Regions from separate parts of the Triticum aestivum genome. Here region 2 is linked to region 1. A link is a contact called in public Hi-C data. All regions are on one chromosome and are shown on one strand. Each heading gives the region's core, a stretch centred on a gene start, on an enhancer-like site or on the middle of the called end of the contact. The rest is flanking DNA. Distances are from core to core; before and after follow the strand shown. Region 1 has its middle 120 kb from the start of LOC123144376. Region 2 holds the start of LOC123144378 (receptor kinase-like protein Xa21).

What was found. A called contact is a pair of places that touch in the nucleus more often than the background predicts.
Region 2: a contact with region 1 is called in a Hi-C map of root, with 10 times the contacts expected there. The contact joins the promoter of LOC123144378 here to the enhancer-like site in region 1. A contact is called at or near these places in 4 of 5 Hi-C or Micro-C datasets (leaf and root) and 1 of 1 datasets of contacts at active chromatin or transcription factors (leaf).

The regions. Positions count from the first base shown.
Region 1 is chr6D:179,065,429-179,069,868 of IWGSC CS RefSeq v2.1, reverse strand. It overlaps the pseudogene LOC123141412. Among protein-coding and RNA genes, the nearest start is that of LOC123144376, 120 kb to the right of the region's middle. Within about 2 kb of position 2,673, at least 1 of the 8 cell types and tissues checked has an H3K27ac peak or open chromatin away from gene starts, as enhancers often do. A contact at or near this core is called in root, where this site is marked.
Region 2 is chr6D:179,202,480-179,206,919 of IWGSC CS RefSeq v2.1, reverse strand. LOC123144378 (receptor kinase-like protein Xa21) reads right to left here and starts at 2,205. Exons shown (of 3, transcript XR_006471399.1): 1 at 1-2,205. It overlaps LOC780688 (probable histone deacetylase 19), which reads right to left. Exons shown (of 7, transcript XM_044563496.1): 6 at 4,024-4,101; 7 at 3,618-3,892. The coding sequence ends at 3,788.

The DNA.
Region 1 (4,440 bases), core at 1,424-3,923:
TCAAGAGGGGGTCCGTTTTGGAAAGGCTAGGGCGGAATCATCACGTACACTTCCTTTGCCCCTCCCTCCGAGCCTTTCCGTTTCGATGATGGGCTTGGTTCTCCTTTCTTTGTGCCCTCTCTGGTCCCAGCGGTAGTACCGCGGGCCAGAGCGGTAGTACCGCTTGGGTGCTACAAGCGGTAGTACCGCTCTGGAGCGGTAGTACCGCCCAGAGCAGTAGTACCGCTAGTAGCCCCGTGTGTGTACTATCTCTGGTCCCAGCGGTAGTACCGCGGGACGGAGCGGTAGTACCGCTTGGGTACCACAAGCGGTAGTACCGCTCTGGGCGCGGTAGTACCGCTCCAGAGCAGTAGTACCGCTAGTGGCCCCAAGCCGTAGTACCGCGGTGGTCTCATGCTAGTACCGCCTTGATTCGAGGGCTCCTTTTTCGTGTCGGGTTTTACGGTACTGGCCGCGGCTGTGGGGGGCCGTAGTACCGCTCCTGTGCGGTAGTACCGCCCTCCCTCCGCGGTAGTACCGCTGTGGGCCAAGCGGTAGTACCGCGCTTTTGGGCGGTAGTACCGCTTATTGTGGCAAGCGGTAGTACCGCTGGCACAGCGGTACTACCGCTCTCTTCGGGGCAGAAGGGGGGTAACGGTTGGTTTGTTCCCCCCACTATATAAAGGGGTCTTCTTCCCCAAAGTTGACTCACCTCTTCCCCCAAAAGCTCCATTGTTGCTCCAAGCTCCATTTTCGCCCGATCTCTCTCCCTAGCCAATCAAACTTGTTGATTTGCTCGGGATTGGTTGAGAAGGCCACGATCTACACTTCCACCAAGAGAAATTTGATTCCCCCCACTTATCCCTAGCGGATCTTGTTACTCTTGGGTGATTGAGCACCCTAGACGGTTGAGGTCACCGCGGAGCCATAGCCCATTGTGGTGAAGCTTTGTGGTGTCGTTGGGAGCCTCCAATTAAGTTGTGGAGATTGCCCCAACCTTGTTTGTAAAGGTCCGGTCGCCGCCTTCAAGGGCACCAATAGTGGAATCACGGCATCTCGCATTGTGTGAGGGCGTGAGGAGAATACGGTGGCCCTTGTGGCTTCTTGGGGAGCATTGTGCCTCCACACCGCTCCAACGGAGACGTACTTCCCCTCAAAAGGAAGGAACTTCGGTAACACATCCTCGTCTCCACCGGCTCCACTCTTGGTTATCTCGTTCCTTTACTTTCGCTAGTTTACTTGTGTTATATCTCTTACTTGCTTGCGTGCTTGTTGTCGTTGCATCATATAGGTTGCTCACTTAGTTGCATATCTAGACAACCTATTTTGATGCAAAGTTTAATTTGGTAAAGAAAAGCTAAAAATTGTTAGTTGCCTATTCAACCCCCCTCTAGTCAACTATATCGATCCTTTCACTTGAGACCTTTGAAGCTGCCCTTCAAGAACTCAAATCCACCGTGCGCTGGCCCCACGGTGGGCGCCAACTGTCGTGGAATTGTCACGGCAGACGTCCTTGTGAAAGGACTTAGACGTGGAGCCATCGCAACTAGGAAGCTTAAAGGGGTTAAAGCGGGACAAAGGACACGAGGGTTATACTGGTTCGGCCCCTTGCGGTGAAGGTAAAAGCCTAATCCAGTTGAGGTGGAATTGCTAGGGTTTCGATGACCAGGGAGCGAATCCGCTATGCCTGGCTCTCGATTTGATGTTACTTGCCCTAAGCCGCCGGCGGGTCGTCCCCTTATATACACGGGTTGACGCCTCGCGGCCTACAGAGTCTCGGCCGGCTCATAAACAGTGTCCGGCTCGGTGACTAGTTAATATTGCCTTACAATACAAGTCATGCTATTATGACGGTTTATCACTACGGGCCTTAAGTCGCCTTTGGGCTTGTGGCCCTTAACTGAACCGCCATCTTCAAGCTTGATATTGGGCTTCATATGATGAATCGTATAGCGTAACCCGGTCCCTCATGGGCGGGTTACACTAGTAGTTATATCCCCCCAACACGTAGGAATAGGAAAAACACAGGATTTGAGTTGCATGTCCATTTGAATCCTATAAGATTAGCATAGAGTGTTTGATGTCATAGGAAAAACAAAGAAATTATAAAAAAAGATTGGAGTGGATGCTTGATTTCCAATGAAATATAATATACTTGATTTCACATGAAAAAATTCTATAGGATTTAATTATTTGAACCAAAGAACAGCCGTAGGAAAAAAAATCCAAATATCCTATGTAATTCCTTCGAATCAAAGGAGCCCTAAATTTGTTTCGTCCTCCGCCACGGTCCGTGGTAATGTTAAGAAACTAGAGTCTGAGAGCAATTTCAACGTACGCTCGTGTGACAGATAAATTATGATATCTTAATCTGAAATGGTCACGAGGTTACGTAAAAGACGGTGACGAATTACCACTAGTTTAAGTGATCGGCTATCGTGTGAGAAGAAGTAAGAACAAAATGCTTGTTGTTATCCGATCTTCTTGCTTGGCATCTTGACCACTAAGCTCTGGATCACTAAGTCAATCCCCGACTTTGGTAGGAGTACCTAATTTTATACGAGCAAATTATGAAGATCCGGAACCAGTGTACGCTTTAGTTTAATCCGGAGGAGTGTACTTAAGGACAAGCTCGGCGTTTATCCCGTACAGCATGCTACAGTGCAGCTAAACCGAGTCACAGTCAGAACTGGGAGCTGGAACAATGGAGCTCATCACCACCGCCTGGTCATCCTTTCCCCTGTTCATTGCCCTCTCCCTGGCCCTCGCCGCCTCGGTCCTCTTCTTGCTGCACGGCCGTCACGGGCGCCCGAAGAAGGGGACAGGCAAGGCTCTCCCTCCCGGCCCGCCGGGGCTGCTCTTCCTGGCCAGGTTCCTGGCACTCCGGCGATCCGTCTTCCACCTCGGCCCGATCCTCCGCGACCTGCACGCGCGCTACGGCCCCGTCATCTCCGTCCGCCTCTCCCGCACGCTCGTCTTCGTCGCCGACCGCCGCCTCGCGCACCGCGTGCTCGTCCAGGGCGGCGCCACCTTCGCCGACCGCCCGCCGCTCTCCGACCCCGGGCTGCTCTTCACCTCCGGCGCCCGCGACATCAGCACCTCGCCCTACGGCGCCTACTGGCGCATGGTCCGCCGCAACCTCGCCGCCGAGGCCCTGCACCCGTCCCGCGTCGCGCTCTACGCGCCGGCGAGGCGGCGCGCGCGGGACTCGCTCGTCCGCGACCTCCTCCGCGCGCGCGGCGCTGGCGATGACGTCGCGGTGAGGCCGGCGTTCCGGCGCGCCATGTTCGAGCTGCTCGTGTACATGAGCCTCGGCGCAAGGCTTGGGACGGAGACGCTCGAGGAGGTCCAGGAGCTGCAGCTGCGGATCCTGCGCTCCATCACCAGCTTCCCCATCTTCTCCTTCTTCCCGGCGCTCACCAAGCGGCTCTTCCGGCGGCGGTGGAACGGGTACGTGGCCGTGGGCCGCAGGCAGGACGAGATCTTCCTCCCGCTGATCCGCGCCAGGCGAGAGCGGGGCGCTGACGGCCCTCCGTGCTACGCCGACTCCCTCCTCGCGCTGCGCGTGGCCGAGGAGGGCGGCCGCCCGCTCACGGACGCCGAGGCGGTCTGCCTCTGCTCCGAGTTTTTGAACGGCGGCACCGATACAACGGTCACCTCACTAGAGTGGATCATGGCGGAGCTGGTGAACCGCCCCGACATGCAATCCAAGGTGTACGAGGAGGTCAGAGACAAGCCAGAGCTCGACGACGGGGACCTGCAGTCGATGCCGTACCTAAAGGCCGTGGTGCTCGAGGGGCTCCGGCTGCATCCGCCGGGCCACTTCCTCCTCCCGCACGGTGTGCAGAGCGATGGCGCGGAGGTCGGGGGGCACGCGGTGCCCAGGGCGCGGAGGTCAACTTCCTGGTCGCCGACTTCGGGCGCGACGAGGCGGCGTGGACGGCAGCGAAGGAGTTTCGACCGGAGCGGTTCTTGGACGGCGGCGAGGGGTACGGCGTGGACCTCACGGGGAGCAGGGAGATCAAGATGATGCCTTTCGGTGCTGGCCGCAGGATGTGCCCGGGATACACGCTTGGCATGCTGCACGTGGAGTACTTCGTCGGCAGCCTCGTGAGGGAGCTGGAGTGGCTGCCGGCGGTGGAGGGGCAGGAGGTGGACATGACCGAGGAGCTGGATTTCACCACCGTGATGAAGCATCCGCTCCGTGCTCGCGTTGTCCCGAGGCCTTGATCAAGTCACTAGCAATTGTGATGCTGATAGATTCTGAAAGAAGAATCAAAATCAGTCATGGTGTCGCTGTTTTATGTCTTTTGAGTGCTTTCATTTTCAGCATTGTCGTCGTATGTGTAATAGTGTAGCGCATGTTCTTGCGAGGTATGGTTATGGTTTGGCCGAGGCCCCTGTTGTTTGGGGTGAGTTTGTGCCGGAGTTTGTTTCTGTTCTGGTAGCCAGTGATATTGC
Region 2 (4,440 bases), core at 956-3,455, 140 kb before region 1:
CAGGGGAATCGTCCCGTCGAGATGGTTCCCAGATAAATTGAGGTATTGTAAGCTTCGACACTCCCCGATGTTGGCAGGAATCTTTCCTGAAATCATGTTATCAGAGAGATCAAGTTCACCTAGATTCCTGAGATTTCCCACTTCTGAAGGCAAAGTCCCAGTCAGTGAATTATGTGCAAGATACATGGTACTCGACAAGCTTGAGATGAGGAAAACCTCCTTAGGCGTTGGGCCGGAAAGATTGTTGTAAGAAAGATCCAGCTGCTCTAAAGGACAGTTGCTGAGAGCAGAAGGTATGGCTCCACTGAGCGCATTAGTGCTAAGCAGAAGGGTTGTAAGCTTTGTAAGATTTCCAAGAGCCATTGGGATGGATCCTGAAAAATTGTTATTTGATAATGACAACCGATTCAACTTCTTAAGCTTGCCGAGAGATGCTGGGATGGTGCCCTCCAGAAGATTATTTTCCATGTCAAGTTCATCCAGGTTGATGAAGTTCCCTATCGCTTCAGTTATCGTCCCTGCTATGCTGTTGGATGCAATGCCAAGAAACTCCATCTGTGTCGACAAATTGCCGATTGATTTCGGTAGCACGCCTTGGAACTTGTTGTCACTAACATCCACTAATATCATATTGCTGCAGTTGGTTAGACTAGTCAGGAAGCCCCATTCAGCATCGTTGGTTGCTTCAAGCTGATTCCCCGCAAAGTTCACCACGGAGAGCATATCTTGGCGAGCCCCCAGGCACTGCGGGATCGTTCCCGATAGGAAGTTGTTTACTGTCTGGACCATCTGAAGCATGGAGGCATTGCACAAGGACGGCGGGATCACGCCATGAAACTGGTTATCAGAGACAAGAAAGGACTGGAGACTCGTCATCGTGTCGCCCATGTCGGACGGAAAGCCCCCGGTGAGGTTGTTGTGTTGGATGTTGAGCATCTCAAGAGAGGAGAGGTTGAACACTGAGAGTGGCAGGGGGCCTTCTAGCTCATTGTTGTCTAGGTAAAGTTCAGCGAGGGCATGGAGGTTCCCAATGGCGTCTGGTATCTGTCCGACGAGCTTGTTCTCCGCGAGCGAAACGGCTTCAAGCAACCCAAGGTTCCCTATAGACTCGGGGATGCACCCCACCAAACCATTGCTCTGGAGGTTTAAGGATGCCAGCGACGAGAGGTTGCCTAGCCAAGAAGGTATGGTTCCGCCGAGGTGGTTGTCTTCCAAATGGAGTGTGCTGAGGGATGACAGGCCCTGTAATGAGGAGGGTATGCTCCCCGACAGCCGGTTCGAAAAGGCGGTGAGAGCGGTTAGCGCCGACAGGTTCCCCAGCGAGGCGGGGATGGAGACTGACAGCTGGTTGGAAGCAAGGCCGAGGCCAACGAGGCTGGCGAGGCTGCCGACCTGCCATGGGATATCCCCTGTCAGGTTGTTGAACTCCAGGACCAGCAGCTTGAGGTTGACGAGGCCGCCGACGCTGGAAGGGATGCTTCCTGTTAGCCTGTTCTGGCCGAGGTTGAGTACCTCGAGGCTTCGAAGCGAGAGGAACAGCTCCGGTGGGATGTGCCCCTGCAGCTTGTTGGTGTGGAGCAGGACGGTCCTGAGGTGCCTGCACCGGGAGAGCGACGGCGGGAGGCGGCCCCCGATGGCGTTGTCGCTGAGGTTGAGGTGGCTGAGCTCGCGCAGGCGGCCGAGCTCCGCCGGCAGCGCGCCCTGGAGGCGGTTGCCGGGGAGGTGGAGCCGCCGCAGGTGCGTGAGGTTGGCCAGCGCCGGGCTGAGCGTGCCGAGGAGGCCGAGCCCGGGGAGGTCCAGCGCGACGACGCGGCCGCGGCGGCGGCCCGTCGTGCCGCAGGACACGCCGCGCCACTGGCACGGCGGCGGCGCGGGCCCGTCGTGGGCGCCGCTGCTCGTCCATGACGCCAGGGCCCGTGACGGGTCGCCCCTCACGAGCGACCTGAAGGAGAGCAGCGCGTTGTAATCCTCGACGCTGGCGGCAGAGGCAGCGGGCTCCGGTGCGCCGGGCAGCAAGTGAGTGGCGACGGAGCACGCGAGGAAGAAGACGGCGACGAGGAGGAGGGACAGTGCTGCCATTGCCATTGCCGTTGCCGCCCCGGCCGACGGTGCTGTGGCAAGCAAAGCGATTGTGGAGTGTGGACTGGACGCGGCAGAGAGCATACGTGCGAGACAGAGAGGTAGATAGAGAGAGATTTTTGGCTTGGGTGAGTGTTGCGTATAAACAAACTGTAGCCACCGGTGGGTGGCGACGCGTCGTCGTCGTTTGGCAACGGCGCGTCGAATTTTTTTGGGACGGGGGCCACTGGCAGCGTGATGCCATCCGTGGCTTGTTTCGTCTCTCTGAGGACTCTGGGTCAATGAGCCATGAGTAGTCGAGGTTAGTGATATGAAAAGCTGGCGGCCGCTATTTGTTTGTTTGTAACGGCAAAAGTTAATCGCGCCGGACCTTTTTGACGATGTTTCCGTTCACACTGACCCTGCTATCCACAACCGCTATCCTATCGCCGTCTTCCCCTTAGGACAAAATTCCTTATTTAACATTATCTTAAAATCTGCTTCATTATTTGACACTGACAAAAAAATTCCCTATTTGACACAAGTTATCAATTTTATTCCCTATATGACATTTCCGTCCATTTTAAACCTAAATGACACCTGAAAAGACTCTTTTGCCCTCATGTGGTATGTGTGTAGGGGGCAATAGCGCACACACGCAGCATCAGTGCGAGGGCAGGAGCACACACGCAGCAACACATACACATGCACCAACACACACGCACACGCACACATACGCAACAACACGCACACACGCGTGCACACACACGCACACACACGCAGCAACACACATGCACGCAGCACACACACATACACACACGCACGCAGCACACACACATACACACACGCAACAGCAGCACACACGCATGCAGCACATAGGCACGCAACAGCACACACCACACACACGCGCGCACGTACACACGCAGTAGCAAACACACACGCACCCACACACGCAACAGCACACATGCGCGCGCGCACATACCACATGAGGGACAAAATCGTCTTTTCAGATGTCATTTAGGCTCAAATGGACGAAAGTGTCGTATAAGGAATAAAATTTAGGACTAGTGTCAAATAGGGAAGAAAAACTTTTCCCGTATCAAATAAGGAACCAGATTTTAAAACAGTGTCAAATAAAGAATTTTCTCTCCCCTTAGTGCTCGCTCATCGTGCCATGCTAATCTCCGGCGAGCGCTTCACTCGCCGGCTTAGATTAAGCATAAATCTGGGTCAACTAAGAATTAGGCAATCACAAAAGGAAGGGGACGAAGAGCTAATATACAACAGCAGCTATTTATGTAGCTAGGTTAATTATTATTTTGGTTCGTGCAAGCATGCAAAATGCAGATTCTTATTTTATTTTTCTATGTGCGAAACATATAAAAATGCACTAGCAGATAGTACTATTCCTTTGAAGATTAGGACGCGAAGGTGAGCCAGAGAAAAACATTGCCTTGTGACTACTACAGGGTACGGACGTAAAATGCAACAGCCAAATATCAAGGAACCTACCGGGAAAAGATTACCAAAGTAGAAAGCTGGGAGACAAAAGTTGCACGTAGCCAAGAAAATTCCGCCTCGCGGCTCATTTAATCGACTATACATATTACAGCTTAATAATCCATGCTACATGTATACATGGGTCAGACACTCGAGACTACCACTCGTCACTTCGTCTTTTTACTGCCAAAAACACATGCAAGAAGCCGCACGGTCCGAATGCTTACAATCATGGCTTCTGGTAGATGGCTGGTGGGTCAGGCAACTTGGTAGAGCTTCCTGATTCGGTCTTGACATTTCCGGGCTCATCCACGGCCATGGCATTAGCGTCGACCTGCTGCAGGCGACAAGCACCATGGACAACAAGAAAAGGAATCTTTGGTTAGATAAGCCTAGCCATGGGCAGTGAGTGTACACTAGAGATCTTATACAACAGTTCACAAATAGAAAGGGAGGCCGACTTACATGAGCTTGCTTGGAGGGGCTGATGTCTTCTGCCATTGGTTCTGATCCTCTATGTTCACCTGTTACTCTGCTACCATCCTGCTGCACAAGGTAAAGAAAGAGCACATTTAGCATAAATGCATAGCACCAAGGAATACGAAAGCAAGTTGTATGCAATCATGCAAGTTTAACAACATTATAAGGCACTCTTTGCCACCCTTCAGTTTTCACGCACATCGGAGGAGCAAACAATAGTCGGTGGAAATTTTGCAATGCATCTAAGAAAAATATTCCATCAACACCATCTATTACATGGTGAGAAAGCAATTTTCACTCTATATAGGATTTTTTTTATATCAAGGAACTGTGAACAAAATGGTGGACCATGAAAAAGGAGAAATCACTCGTCTGTATGAAGACTAAAAATTATGTGGTCAA